4 separate regions of the Mus musculus genome follow, and regions 1, 3 and 4 are each linked to region 2. A link is a contact called in public HiChIP or PLAC-seq and Micro-C data. All regions are on one chromosome and are shown on one strand. Each heading gives the region's core, a stretch centred on a gene start, on an enhancer-like site or on the middle of the called end of the contact. The rest is flanking DNA. Distances are from core to core; before and after follow the strand shown.

Evidence for each region. Hi-C and Micro-C count contacts between places; a contact is called where the count stands out from the background. HiChIP or PLAC-seq counts read pairs in DNA pulled down with a chosen protein or histone mark.
Region 1: a contact with region 2 is called in a Micro-C map of embryonic stem cells, with 11 times the contacts expected there. The contact joins the promoter of Dennd10 here to the promoter of Emx2 in region 2. A contact is called at or near these places in 1 of 39 promoter capture datasets (neural stem cells) and 1 of 484 Hi-C or Micro-C datasets (embryonic stem cells).
Region 3: an H3K27ac HiChIP or PLAC-seq map of epiblast stem cells shows a contact between it and region 2, with 6 times the contacts expected there. The contact joins the promoter of Csf2ra here to the promoter of Emx2 in region 2. A contact is called at or near these places in 1 of 39 promoter capture datasets (embryonic stem cells), 1 of 484 Hi-C or Micro-C datasets (embryonic stem cells), 1 of 115 datasets of contacts at active chromatin or transcription factors (epiblast stem cells) and 1 of 9 other capture datasets (embryonic tail).
Region 4: a contact with region 2 is called in an H3K4me3 HiChIP or PLAC-seq map of embryonic stem cells, with 7 times the contacts expected there. The contact joins the promoter of Prlhr here to the promoter of Emx2 in region 2. A contact is called at or near these places in 8 of 39 promoter capture datasets (3T3-L1-derived adipocytes, HPC-7-derived erythroid cells, embryonic stem cells and 5 more), 1 of 15 datasets of contacts at CTCF or cohesin (stem cell-derived epiblast-like cells), 10 of 115 datasets of contacts at active chromatin or transcription factors (astrocytes, embryonic forebrain, embryonic hindbrain and 5 more) and 2 of 9 other capture datasets (embryonic stem cells and embryonic tail).

What each region holds. Positions count from the first base shown.
Region 1 is chr19:60,809,869-60,813,340 of GRCm38.p6, reverse strand. It overlaps Dennd10 (DENN domain containing 10), which reads right to left and starts at 1,786. Exons shown (of 9, transcript NM_026437.4): 1 at 1,668-1,786. The coding sequence starts at 1,722.
Region 2 is chr19:59,456,830-59,460,569 of GRCm38.p6, reverse strand. Emx2 (empty spiracles homeobox 2) reads right to left here and starts at 1,880. Exons shown (of 3, transcript NM_010132.2): 1 at 946-1,880. The coding sequence starts at 1,354. It also overlaps Emx2os.
Region 3 is chr19:61,226,810-61,230,347 of GRCm38.p6, reverse strand. Csf2ra (colony stimulating factor 2 receptor, alpha, low-affinity (granulocyte-macrophage)) reads left to right here and starts at 1,930. Exons shown (of 12, transcript NM_009970.2): 1 at 1,930-2,009; 2 at 2,983-3,076; 3 at 3,164-3,318; 4 at 3,422-3,538. The coding sequence starts at 2,983.
Region 4 is chr19:60,466,190-60,469,744 of GRCm38.p6, reverse strand. Prlhr (prolactin releasing hormone receptor) reads left to right here and starts at 1,441. Exons shown (of 1, transcript NM_201615.2): 1 at 1,441-3,012. The coding sequence starts at 1,619. The coding sequence ends at 2,731.

The sequences.
Region 1 (3,472 bases), core at 537-3,036, 1.4 Mb before region 2:
CTTATAGATTTATGTCACCATACCTCTGATAACCCCATTACTTAGAAACAAATTTTTTTTTTTTTGAGACAGGATTTCCCTGTGTAGCCCTGGCTTTCCTGGCACTTTCCTGCATAGACCAGACTGGCCTTAAAACTCAGAGATCCACTTGTTACCTCCCAAGTACTGAAGCTAAATGCAGGCCACCACCACATACCTTAGAAATAAATATCCTTTAAAGTGCATGTAAGAATAAAATCTAAGGAAAATAAAAACTAAAGAGCTGTAAATATGTTGCAGGGTTTTTTTGTTTTTGTTTGTTTGTTTTGTTGGGAACGAGTTTTTCTGTGCAGCCCTGGCTGTCGTGGAACTCTGTAGACCTGACTTTGAACCTGCCTGCCTCTGGCTCCTGGGCGCTAAAATTAAAGGTGTGCATCAACCCCTGGCCATTTGTAAGTCATTTTTATCTTCACAGTTTAATTCAGTCTTAATTCTGAAGTGCTGACAGGTCCAAGATGCCTGAGGTACATAGGTTTTGTTTTCAAGCAATTTAAAAATCACATTAGATGCCGGGCGGTGGTGGCGCACGCCTTTAATCCCAGCAACTTGGGAGGCAGAGGCAGGAGGATTTCTGAGTTCGAGGCCAGCCTGGTCTACAAAGTGAGTTCCAGGACAGCCAGGGCTATACAGAGAAACCCTGTCTCGAAAAACCAAAAAAAGAAAAAAAAAAAGAAAAAGAAAAAAAGAAAAAAGAAGAAGAAATGAATACAAGAGGACTAGAGATAGCTCTGCGGTTAAGAGCACTAGCTGTTCTTTAAGAGGATTGGGTTCTATTTCCGGCACCTATATGAGCTCCAGGTCCAGAGGATCTGATGATCTCTTCTGACCTCCACTGGGAAACAAGGTGCACAAACATACAGTCAGGCAAACATTCACACCAAAAAAATTTAAATTTTACACAAAAAGAAAAAGCGAGTACAAGATAAAGACACTTCTTTGAGCTCCTGAAAAATAATAACAGCAGATCTTTGGTAAGCCTATGCAACACGATTGCACTCTGCCAGGAACAGTAGTGTCCTACTTGTATTAATTAGAACCTCAGGAGAGAGACTATTCAAAGGAATTCATAAAGGTTCATTCATTCGTGCCGCGCGTTGCTATCACCTACCACCTGCTTGGGCTGCCAACGGTCACGCACAGTTGGGACTATAAAAGATACCTATGAATTTCCTCCATATGAATTCCTATTAAGTAGCTGGGGTCCCATATGTGACCAAGAAGGAACTCCAGAGCCATCAGGATCAACTGACACGAAGTTCTCTACCGTGGGAGTAGGGGCTCGGGATGACCCTGCACGGGTTTCAACATCGGTTCTGCCAGTTCCTGGCATGTCCTGCCAATGGCACTCGGGGCTCCCTGGGTGTCACCCATACTCCCGGGGAGCCGCAAACAAACGCAGCCGGGCCCTAGCTCTCCAACCCATAGTCCCAAAGCAGGCGGTCAACGGGAGTATCGAGCCCCGCCCGCCCGCCCGCCCGCCCGCCCGCAGGCCCCACGTCAGCCCCGGCGGGAGGAGGCCGAAGTCCTCGGCCCAAGTCTAGCCTCTCCCTGGCGAAGCAGCCCGGGGGATCCCAGAACCCAGGCGGAGCTGCGGCATGGCCTGGCAGACAGAGAGCCTGCGTCCTCACCGATCAGCCCGACTCCGAGCATCAGCTGGGTGTCCATTGCCACAACCGCAGCCATCTTCCGCCGCTACCCTGGGCTCCGCACTGCAGGTCCCACCCCTCCTCTTGGCCACGCCCATAACAAGTCCCGTCCCTTCCGGCAGGGTGCAGCAGGCACTACAGGTGCCGCCCCAGGCTTCCCTCTCCTGGCCAAACTTCCTTCTTGCAGCCTTTCTACGCTTAGGTCCTTGTTCGTTTGTCTAGTACCTTAAAGATCTCCAGTGAAGTGTCCGTTCACTGATTACAAAGACAAATAATTGGAGACCTAATATGTGTTGCTGCTCTGGAGGGAAAGGGTCCCCTATAGAAATGTTAGTTTCCCCAATCCAAGTGTAACAGCACCGCTCTGGCAGGCGATGATGTCCCCAGCTTGATCTGCTCTGAGAGGTATCCTGGCAATCCTTTGGAGCCTCCAATCCTGGGAGCCAAAAAGCACAAAGTCACATCACACAACAAACCTCACGCAAGAGATTTAATTAGGGGGAGGAGGTGAATCCAGGAGGGGCAGCAGCCTCTATACAGCAGGAAACTGAGCAAAAGACAGGGTTTATACAGGGTTTTTTGGGAGACTGGGCTTTCCAGGGTGGATATTGGTAGGATTTCAAATCTTGAGTTTAGGACTAGCTCGGGGATTGGTGGGAATCCATTCCTTGGCCCTGTTCTTAGGCTAGGGGTCAAGTCAGGGTCAGCATTCTTTCCCAGACTCAACTTCCTAAAGTCATGACCTTGAAAGTCAGGATTTCAATACATTAGTTTAGAGGGTGTGGAGGTCAAGCATGTAACAGTTAAAATACAGAATTCATTTATAATAAGGATGCTCTAGGATGTTGCAGGACATTTGATCACACTGTGATCTCCAAGATTGTATTATTTACTAGAAAAAACAACAACAACAACAACAACAACCAAAACCTGTTTCTATTTGTGGTGTAGCTCAGCCCTTAACACACACATTTAATCTCTCTGGCTGGAATTCAGAAACACCCTTAGTAAACACTTTAAACCCAAACAAGGAAGGTTAGTTTGTAGAAGGAAGCTCCCATGTTTAAAAGTGATGTCTAGTTGAGTGGTAGACAAAGTGAAATCAAAGATTTGACAGAACAGGATATTCCCAACTCTCACAAGAAGAGAGAGGAAAAGGAAGCTACTTTAGGGGCAGTGGAGAGAGAAAGGAAGGGAGAATTTTTACTGGGACAGTTGTACAGAGATGTGTTGCAGAGAGAGAACAAGCTAGACACAGGTGAAAACAGACTGAGCCAAAAAATGAGAAGGAGCCAGAAGATTAGAACATACTGCCAAAGTTAGTATTAGGCCAAACAGAGCAATTCAGGAGAAGCCAGAATCTGTCAGCTTGTAGAGGAGTTTGAACTAGCTAGCCAGAATTCAGAAAGAACTAGAAAAGGTGAGCTTATTCAGCAGTAAGCCTCAGAGGCTGAAAACATTCTAGGCAGAGATAAGATTGTACAGAGGCTAGAAGCTTCCAGGACTAGGCCCAGATTAACAGACAGAGGCAGCAAACCACCGATAGTTACTACAGGCGAATAAAAGATACATTTACACTAGGATTTAATGTGAAAGATAACAGCATCACTGCAATTGCATTCTGATTTTGTGGCAGTTCATAATGATTTTCTGGAAACTGAGTTTAATTGTGTAAAAAAATATAATGAATGAAGCCTTTTGGAAAGAAGATTAACAGTGTCTACAGAAATAGAAAAGTGCAAACCATTAATTTATATTTTTGTTGTTGCTAAAATAGCTCTGTCTAA
Region 2 (3,740 bases), core at 631-3,130:
TTATCGATCGCGCCCGGCGGAGGTAGGTCTTTTATGGACTGCAGTCGGCAAACTAATTCGAACCCTTTTCCTAAAGTTTTAACTTTCTTACCAACCCCAACCCAGAAGCATACAAAATTACTAAATCGGGGAAAAAAATGAAGATATCCAAACAGATCTTCCCTTGTCGGGCCTTCTCTCGACTGGATTTTCTCTTTTCTTTTCTTAAATTTCTTTCTTAATTTCTTTCTTTCTTTCTTTCTCTCAGGAAGAACAAAAACAAAAACAAAAATCAGCAACCAAAGACCAAACGGAACCCGACTTCCCGCCACGTCCAGCGGGTGCCCGGGTTAAACAGGTCGCTGAGAGAACTAGTGGAGCTGTGGAGGTTTCTATTCGCTCTCTTCCCGCCCCTCCCTGGGCCTCCAGAGCAGGAGGAAGGAAACAGTTTGCTCTGAGGTTTCCAAGGTCTCCTTGTCTCCTTAAAGGGGTTGAAGACCTAGAAGTTGCGGGTCTGGGCTGGGGGGACATAGAGTGAGTGTAGAGCAGAGTTGAAGTCCAGTGAACCTGGCCATGTGGCCCTGTCCGAGTCCCTGAGTGATAGACCGGCCGGGAACACGGTCCAGGGAAACAGGATTCAAAGACCTCGCGGGCTCAGAGCTTCTTGACAGCGGGCTTCGTCGCCCAGCATCGTGTCCCAGCCAGCCCGACCCCGGCCCGAACCACGGGACACCTCGTTTGCACCCTTTTACAAAGGGTCAAGGAGTGGGCAAGCCAGTAACCCAAACGAGCTTCAGAGACTGGGGACCAAAGCCTCTCGGGCCCCTAGCTGCCCAGTTTCAGAACCAAGAACCCGGGCTGACCTCCGCCCGTCCAGGCCTCGAGGAGCGCCCACCCGGAGCAGGCCGGGCGCAATGAAGGAGGCGACCGGAGCGGCGTGCTTCAGTTCCGCGACGTGGCACGTACCTTGGAAGCGATGACCCAGATATCGGTAGCGGTGGATGAGCCAGGGGTAGAAGGTGGACGGGTCCCGCTGCTGCGAGGCGAAGAGGGGGTGTGGCGAATGCGAGGAGGGCAGGGGGTGGGCGGCCAGGGCGTGCGGCGGCGGCACCGGGTGCACCGGCACGGCGGGGTTGGGCGGGTGCGAGACCGCCTCGGCGAACACCAAGTCCGGGTTGGAGTAGACGCCCCTGCCGGCGGCGGCGGCGGCGGCGGCCGAGTGGAAGCCGTTGAGGAACGGATTTATGGGACTGGAATTGGCGTAGCTGAGTGCCGCGGGACGGATGGGATCCTCGGAGCGCGAGGCAGGCAGGGGACTGTCCTTGGCCACCAGCGACTCGATGGTGAAGCAGCGCTTGGGCGCCGGCTGAAACATGCTGCGCCGAGGAGCGGGCGCGCTGGGCTCCCTGCTCCCGGCGACCGCGGCGCGCTGCCTCCGCCGCCCGCTGCCCGCGGCGAGGACCGAGGAGAATGGGGGACTCGTTTGTTTGGGGTGGGGGTGGGGGTAAGGAAAGGAAGGAAGGAAGAAAGGAAAGGAAAAAGGAAAGGAGGGGGAGGGGGAGGAGAGGCAAAGCCGAAGATCCCGAGAATCTTGCACCAAACGCGCCCAACCTGGAGAGAGGGGGGAAAATCCTTCCAGAAGAATTTGCAGGCGTGGATTGGGGTAATATTTTTTTGAGCGAGGTGGCGTGGGGGGGGGGGAGATTGGAGTTAGAGGCAGGGAGGGGGTTTTCGGGGAGGCAAAAAAAAAGTTTTCTCTCCTTTGCAAAAGGCGGGCAGGGCGCCCTAAGTCCAAGGACAATCCATGGAAGTGTTCGCTTCTTCACTAGTAGTGCAAACGATTTGTTAGTTCATGAGCCTAATTAGTGCGGGGATCACATAAACAGCTTCCTCCGAAGCCTGGTAAATGGCTTGATGATTGGTCGCTATTACTCGCCCTGAGGTGGAAGGGGGGAGACTCTTTAAAGTGCGTCAGAGGGAGGCGAACGCCTGGGAACCCGGAGGCCTGGATCCGGGCCCAGAATGGAACGGAGTCGGCGCTACTGCCCCGGCTGTGCCTCCAGCCGCCCGCCCGGCCGCCGACCTCTTGGTGTCTTCGCCCTGCGCTCCGGGCTAGCTCCCTCGCTCCTGCGGCGCCCGCTGCGGCTTCTCTCCTCCTCCTTCGCCTCCTCCGCTTCCCTCTTCTCCTCCTCTTCCTCGTTCCTCTCCTCCTCCTCTTCCTCCTCCTCCTCTTTCCCCCTCCTCCTCCCCCTCAGCCACCGCCTCCTACTGCACCCACACCACTCCCACCGGGGCACCCGGGTCCCTGCAGAGTCTCGGGGCTGCGCTGCCTTTGCTGCGGACCCCTGGATCCTAAGCCTGCGGCGCTGGAGCTGATGGGACTGAATCACGGACGGACACGCAGATTTCTTCACACCCTAAGCTCCGCTGCGGTTGTCCCCTGGAGGCCCGCGCCCGGGTCACTGAGATGGCTTCGGGCGCCCGGCGAGGGTAAGCGGGCGGGGACTGGTTCCGGGCAAGGGCTAACCCGCTTCACTCCTACCAATCCCCACCCCCAGCAAAACTCCCGAGGTTTCCTAGGCGCTCGAGGGGGGGGGTCCTCCCACCCCTCCAACCAAGCGTAGCTTCGAGGTTCCAGGGTCCACGCGTTTGCAGTCTTTGACCCGGCTGGTTCGTTTTTTTAAGTTCAAACCTGAGGGGCCAGCTGCGCCTGTACCGTGGCAGTGGACTTCCAGCTTGCACCCAAGAGTTTCTGCTTATCCTTTCTGGAGGGTGGTCACTTCTGTCCCCAAAACAGCTCTTTCTGGGAAATGTGGGGTTATTTGGGAAAGGAGTCTTGGGTCCTAGGTCAGAAGCTGAAGTTATGACTGTGTTATCGTTCCATTGTCCTTAGTGGCGTTGACACTGTTCCCATTATTGCTATTATTACTGTACCTATTTTTATTCTGACATCTGTTGTCCCAGGGCTGGGTTGCTCTACAAATCCAGGTTTCGCAACCTGGCACTTAGGATTGTGTCTCCGGTCCTAGGCCCTGTCCGCATTTTCGAGCTTGCCTTCGGTTTTGGGATGATTTTAGGGCCGACTTCTCTCGTCCCCATTGGCTCACGCTGAGGCATAATTATGATCACATCCCCCCAGCCTGCTGGCGCTGCTCTCTGTTTATTGGTGGTTAAAGATCTATTATCTATTCATCAGCCGCCTCCCCCCCCCCACACACACACCCTTTGCCAATTACATTCTTCTAAAGTGAAGTACCAGCAGGTATTTTACAATTAATGATAATTTTTTTCTGGCGTCCTTTAAATCTGTTACTCCCAGGTCGAAGCCATTTATCCTAAGAGGGATAAAATATCTGTGCTTGGTGGCTAGGTTGCCTGAGACCCGGGAGAAGCAGATCTGGAGAAGACAGACGTGAAGTCCTCTAGAGGGACTATGAAAGCCACCTGATTCCACCAAGGGTCTGGGTCTTAGGACGCTCCAGGTAGTCCCGGCAATAATAATAATAAGGAGAGGTCTCCTGTTTGGTTTCTTGGGGTTTTTTTTTTGTTTTGATTTTTTTGTTGTTGTTTTGTTTTTCCTCTACTGCTGTTCAGGTTGTGTGCGTTTCTTGTATAGCGTTCATGTGAGAAGGCAGAAGCTCAAGGGAGCCCCTAGGTAGAATGGGAGTTGAGAAAAGTGTTTCCACCTCAGCTTTGCTCTCCTCGTGGTATAAATCTGCCCTTGCCTTAGACTTCAGATCATTTCACCTTCTATTCTAGAT
Region 3 (3,538 bases), core at 681-3,180, 1.8 Mb before region 2:
GTCTATTTTCATTCTTCTACAGACAGACAGACAGTTAGACCAGCACCATTTAGTGAAGATGCTTTCTTTTTTCCATTGTTTTTTTTTGGGGGGGGCGTCTTTGTCAAAGATGAAGTGACCATAAGTGTGTGGTTTTATTTCTGGTTCTTCAATTCTATTCCACTGATCAACATGTCTGCCTCTGTACCAATACCATGTTGGGGACAAAATAAAGGGGAGGCCTGGGGTGGGGGTGGGGGTAAGTAGGATAGGAAAAAGATACCCACACCCCGCCAGAGTTTCCCTATTCTCTGGTCAGTCAGGTGTGGGAGGGCTGCTACCTACCCTATTTACTCATCCCTGGGTGGGCATTCCTCTATCCCACTCTTCAGGGGGTGGCCAAGGGGCAGCCCTGCCACGGGACCCCCCACCCAGAGCTACTTTGCTAAAGCCACCAGGGTTGTGGGAGAGAGGGAATGGGGGAAGAAGTTCCCAACACTAACCAGAGTGTGCAGTGGGCCTTGATGGAGCAGAGCAGAGACTCTATGGTTTAAGAGCTTTATTATAGAAATTCAGGGGAAAGAGAGAAGGTAGAAGAGAGAGGAGAGGGGGGAGGGAGGAAAGGCTAGAGAGAAAGAGAAAGAAGGAGAGAGGAGAGGAAAGAAGAAGACAAAGAGAAAGGGAAGAGGAGAGAAGTGAGAGAAGTGAGAGGTGAGAGGACAAAGGAGTAAGAGAGCGAGGTGGGGGCTAAGCACCCCTTTTTATGGTCTTCCCTGTTGCTAGGTAACTGGGGAGGAGTTTAGCCTGAAGGTCAGATTGACCATGCTTCTCTTGGGGCTGTGGGAGGTGGTAAGGAGCATGAGGGAATGCCTACCGTGTCATGAGGGTGAATTATGACTATCGGGGTTCAGACCTCAGATCGACTGGAGACCAGCCTGCAATTCCCCACAATACCATGTAGGTTTTTAAAACTAATAAAATTTATCTTAAAACATACAACTCAGTATTGATATTTTTAAAGTCATTAAAATAATTCATAATAGTTTAAATGCCTCTTAAATGTACATGACATCTTCGGAAGCAGACATTAATACACACTCTACCAGTTTTTAAAATCTGTTTGGAACATTAAACACGACAGAAAATCTCTCATGAGTCCTCTGTGGACAGAAATTGTGACGAGTTCCTGATTTTACAGAAACGTCCATCTCCGCGCAGTGTGTGTGTGTGTGTGGCTTCACAGAATGAGCTGGGTGGAAGCATCCACCAGGCCCGCCTGACCCTGGGCTGTCTTGGGTGGGAGACTTCACAGCTGTCTCTGGGTTCTGGGTCCTGGGACCGTTAGGTGGCTTCCGTGATTTTAACTGTGGTGCCTGTGCTGTGTAGAAAATTGTCCGTTTCATCCAGATTTGGTTTTCCCCAATTTGGAAATTAACGATGACGCAAGGAGATGTGAACCTAAGGATCACCTGTTGAACCTAACCCTTATCAATATGATCAACAGGATCAAGACTTTGCATGTCAGAGTCTTCCCACTGTGTAAGCGCGTGCTCACATGTGTGGTCACACTGTGTGCATCAGGGTAAGACTGTCGGTGATGTCACACTGTGCTGAGTGGTCACACTGTGTCCACAAGGGGTCAGATGCAGTGACTGACGTCACACCGTGTGTAGCCAGGCTGTGTGCGTGGCAGTGTGACGCGCCCGAACAGCCACACAGTAGGCTCACGTCCCGGTGTGCTGCCCCACTGCACGAGGTTGCATGGCGTCACACAGCGGGCCAACCGCCTGGCGCGTATACTTACTGTGCGCATTTGACATCATGCTGCCTGCACGGGACACTCGGACCCCGCCCCCGGTGACGTCACCGGGCCCCACCCAGCCACCCACCCCTGCCTGCCTTGTTCCTTCCCCTCTAGGTTTCCCAACCTGCAGATGAGGAAGAGGAAGCGGGAGACAGACGGACAGACGGACGGACACAGACGCTGCGCCCAGGCCTCACCATCCATCGCAGGAAGCCCCCTGTCTCAGGTCAGAGCCCCTCCACCCCTTTCCACCTCACCCTGCCTGACATGACGTCACCCAGAAGCCCCTCCCACCTGGCCCTACTGTGTGCCCAGCACACCCTGGGGTTTAGAAAACGATGGGGCTAGGGGACGGAGAGACCGGAAGGGGGGGGCAGTGGGACATGCAGACCTACTGTGTGTGCCCTGGGTCTCGGGTACAAGGTCCCCACCACCCGTGGGTCTGAGCCCTGGGGATGGTTTGGGGTGGGGTCAGAGGTAACAGAGGCCAAGGGGGGCTTAGAAGCCGGAGTTGGGGGGCGTGGCCTCCGCCTGCCAATCCCCCGCAACCTCTGACCTCTGTGTAGTACTGGGGTCAGGAGATGTGGTTCACCTCCAGGAGTCAGGGGTCTGGAGATGGTGGAGTTGAGGCAGGGGGATGGCTTCAAGTGCGTTTCCTCCAAAGCCCGGGGCGGGGGTGGGGGGTGGGGGAAGCGGGGAGTTGCGGATCGCCCCTAAGCCCGACTGCGGAGACCCCGCGGACGCCGCCCCCGCCCTCCCCACTCCCCGCGAGCGAGCGTCCTTGGCCCGACAGGAAGTGGGGACTGGAGAAAAGGAAGTGGCTGCAGCTGAGCTTGGAGCACGGCGGGGTTGGGGAAAGGCGGGTCCAGGCGGCGGTGGAGCGTGAGGGGGAAAGGGTCTGACCTACACACAGTCAGGCCACAGGCAGGCAGGGCGACCCCCGATCCCCTCGACCGCCTCCCCACCGCGCGGACAAAGCGGGTCCACATATAAGCAAAGATTCACGGGGAATCAATAGGATAACGTCACCAAGAGAGGAGCTGAGACAGGGGCATGGCTCAGATGGCAGAGCCCAGCCTCTGTACCCACCACAAATCATGCTGTAGTGAGTGGGTGGGACGGGGCCAGAGAATGCCCCGCCCACCCTAGTGCGCCAGACAGGATAACACCTCGGCTCTGCCCACTCATCTGACTGACAGATGACGTCATCACATGCCATGAACATCACCCCCCTGGCTCAGCTCGCCCTGCTCTTCTCCACGCTACTGCTTCCGGGAACTCAGGCCCTTCTGGGTTAGTGACGCTAGGTGGGCGGGGTCGGAAGTCACGGTGGGCGGGGCCGCGTCCAACAGAGCCACCTCACCCTCCTCCCCCTTCCAGCTCCGACCACACCGGACGCCGGCTCCGCCCTCAACCTGACCTTCGACCCCTGGACTCGGACGCTGACCTGGGCCTGCGACACCGCCGCGGGGAACGTCACGGTGACGTCATGCACCGTGACCTCGCGGGAGGCGGGGATACACCGGCGAGTCTCGGTACGTGGGGGTAGGGAGAGAGGGCCTTGTCCCGCAATGATGTCACTTCCGGTCGTGACCCCAATGCGCTCCCCCACCCTCCCACTCCCTGTCCCCCCCGCAGCCCTTCGGTTGCCGCTGCTGGTTCAGGAGGATGATGGCGCTGCACCACGGTGTCACGCTGGATGTCAATGGCACGGTCGGGGGCGCGGCCGCGCACTGGAGGCTGAGCTTCGTCAAC
Region 4 (3,555 bases), core at 192-2,691, 1.0 Mb before region 2:
CAAGAGTGGAATGACTTGTTAAAGCTTTCTAGTAGAACTGAGATATCTGAAGCCCCAGAGGCTAAAGTAGGGCTTACCAGAGAGGACTAGACATTGAAACTCAGCCTCCTTCAGAAGCCCTGGCTTCTGAACAGGGTGGTTACAAAGCCCCTTTCCTGACAGACCTCTCACTGTGCAGCTTAACTTATATTTCAGTGACAACTTCATGCTACTAAAGATCTTATGAAACTTAACCTTTTCAAATGTCACCTTTGTTATTCTTTCTGAAACCCTGCAACCGCTAGTACGTAAAAAAGAAAAAAATATCTAAACCGACATAGGAAGGGCTTTTATTCTAGGAGGACAAGAAAGTCAGGAACTCAACAATCTCTGCTAGGACAGGTGGCGCCTTGGGTTGCTGTAGCGACAAAGAGAAATGAGCAAAGAGTGGCAGGGTTCAGATATTGGGGTGAATTTATAGAGCACAAACTGGCCTGATGGCTGCGTTTTTCTGAGCTAGGGAGGTAAATGATGGCACGGTCCCTGGTGATGATCCATATCGGAGCCAAAGTCACCCTTCAATCTCCATCCTGCACTTCTTTTTTTTTTTTTGCTCCAGGGAGCAAGCCTCAGATCCACAGAGCTGCAGTAATTTCGATTGTCGCGAGCCCCCTTGCGCCGTACCCACACAGCACTGGGGAGCTGCCCGTGGTGCTGATTTTTTCCCTTTGAGAGGAAACTCTGGCCACCACACCTGCAAAAGGCTCAAAGGATACACTGGAGTGCTAGAGCCCTAAAATCCCTGACCAGCGACAGGTGCAGCATAACAAAGCTCTGCTAGACCCCAAACTCTAGCGACTCTGTCAGCTGCAGTTGGAGCTCTGCAGGATCTGGAGCTGTCCTGTGAGGACTTCCCTTCACTCCCTAGTTTATCTACATTTCCCTATTTCCAAATCCTCTCAGCCTTTGGAGACTACACCTGGTGGACATCACAAATTGGCGCTTCCCGCACCTCCTCTGTCATCCCCTGGGACACGCCCCTCTGGAACAGCTTCTCCAGGGGCACTGCACACTTCCGAAGTGGAGATCACCCTGGAGCGTGGGGCCCAGGTTCCTGGCCCCACCCCCTTTCTTGCTTATTCCTACTACACATGCTGCTCCTCTTAAGCACAGAGTTGGGCAGTAAGCTCCGCCCCCATCTTCCATTGAAGGGAGAGCTGAAGTCAGGAAGAGGTGGAGGGGAGGAGCTCCCAGACCCCTCACAAGCTGCTGACCCACTGGGAACTACTGAATCCGTTAGTAGAAGAGAGCAACCCGAGCGAGCGTCCATTGTTGGCTGAGGACCCCTGAGGAACAGCAGGCGGTCTGCTCCCGCCTTTGAGAGCCTTTTCCCGCCAGCCAAGCCTGCTCACAGGTAGGGCCAGCTCCCCGGTCTGCCTTCCGGGGACCGCGAGAGCTATCCACGAATAGGAGCTGTTTAAAGAACCTGTGTTAGGCTTATTTTTATAGAACTGGAAGGACAACATTCATTGCGCTTGATGTTCTGGGTCTTGTGTCCAAGAGAGGAGTTGGGTGGTGGGAAAAGGTACACGAGGGAAGATGGAAAGTGACAACTTTGATTACCTTTGAACAGGTAGCCATGACCTCACTGTCCACTGAGACCACTGGAGACCCCGATTTGTCTTCTGGGCTGTTGCCAGCTAGCTCGACTCCAGCCAACCAGAGCGCAGAGGCCTCGGAGGGCAACCTGTCTGCAACGGTTCCCCGAGCTGCAGCAGTCACGCCGTTCCAGAGCCTGCAGCTGGTGCACCAGCTGAAGGGGTTGATCGTGATGCTGTACAGCATCGTGGTGGTCGTGGGTCTGGTGGGCAACTGCCTGCTTGTGCTGGTGATCGCGCGCGTGCGCCGGCTGCACAACGTGACCAACTTCCTCATTGGCAACCTGGCCTTGTCCGACGTGCTCATGTGTGCCGCCTGTGTGCCTCTCACGCTAGCTTATGCCTTTGAACCTCGGGGCTGGGTGTTCGGTGGAGGCCTGTGTCATCTGGTTTTCTTCCTGCAGCCGGTCACCGTCTATGTATCGGTGTTCACACTCACCACAATCGCCTTGGACCGCTATGTGGTTCTGGTGCACCCGCTACGTCGGCGCATTTCACTGAGGCTCAGCGCCTACGCGGTGCTGGGCATCTGGGCTCTATCTGCAGTGCTGGCGCTGCCGGCCGCGGTGCACACCTACCATGTGGAGCTCAAGCCCCACGACGTGAGCCTCTGCGAGGAGTTCTGGGGCTCGCAGGAGCGCCAACGCCAGATCTACGCCTGGGGGCTGCTTCTGGGCACCTATTTGCTCCCCCTGCTGGCCATCCTCCTGTCTTACGTACGGGTGTCAGTGAAGCTGAGGAACCGCGTGGTGCCTGGCAGCGTGACCCAGAGTCAAGCTGACTGGGACCGAGCGCGTCGCCGCCGCACTTTCTGTCTGCTGGTGGTGGTGGTGGTAGTGTTCGCGGTCTGCTGGCTGCCGCTGCACATTTTCAACCTATTGCGAGACCTGGACCCGCGTGCCATCGACCCCTACGCCTTCGGGCTGGTGCAGCTACTCTGCCACTGGCTTGCTATGAGCTCCGCCTGCTACAACCCCTTCATCTATGCATGGCTGCACGACAGCTTTCGAGAGGAGCTGCGCAAGATGCTGCTGTCCTGGCCCCGCAAGATTGTGCCTCATGGCCAGAACATGACTGTCAGCGTGGTCATCTGATGTCGCTCTGCCAGGTCCGAGCTGGGGAAATTCATATCCCTTAGCCCCAGAGGTCGTCGTGAGATCTTATTCCCAGCACCAAAGTTAAGCCAACACATGCGAATTCCCACCCAGCCCTTTTGATTTGTCTGGTTTTTGTGTTTCTGTGAAATGTTAGGTGGGCTTTGGAGCAGAAGAGCCTGGGGAGAGAGAGAGAAGCAGATTTATCAGGTCTACCCCTGAAAGCAAAACAGCTATTTTTCTGGGTTCAGAAAAATAAATCAGTAGCAGGTCTTTCTTTCTCTCTTTCTTTCTTTCTTTCTTTCTTTCTTTCTTTCTTTCTTTCTTTCTTTCTTTCTTTCTTTTTTTCTTTGCGTACACTGTGGGTGGAATTTAAATGTGGTGTTGGAGTTGGTGAAGATTTTCACTTTACCTTTTTAAAAGGCCCCAGCTGAGATATAATGACTGTTTTGTCTACCTGAGCCTTGGATTCACTTTGATTTCAGATCATACTATGATCCCAAATCAATATCCAGGTTTTTAACATTTCCTGAGTAAGATCTTTATGTTCCAAAAAGATTTTCATTTTAAAATCATTTGGATTTATAGAACAAATCCAGTTTCAGGTTACATTTCAGGAGGTGTTATTCTTGTCTTCTTTCCAACTCCTCAGCTACCATATTGAAAGGATAAAGGAAGCAGGTCAGTAAGTAGACAGCTCACCTAGCCCTGGGTTCAAGTCTTGCACAACAGGGTGTGCATGTCTGTGAGCCCATGACCCAAGAAATGGAGGAAAAGGGATCAGTTCATGATCATCCTGGGCTACATAGGGAATCTGAGACCAG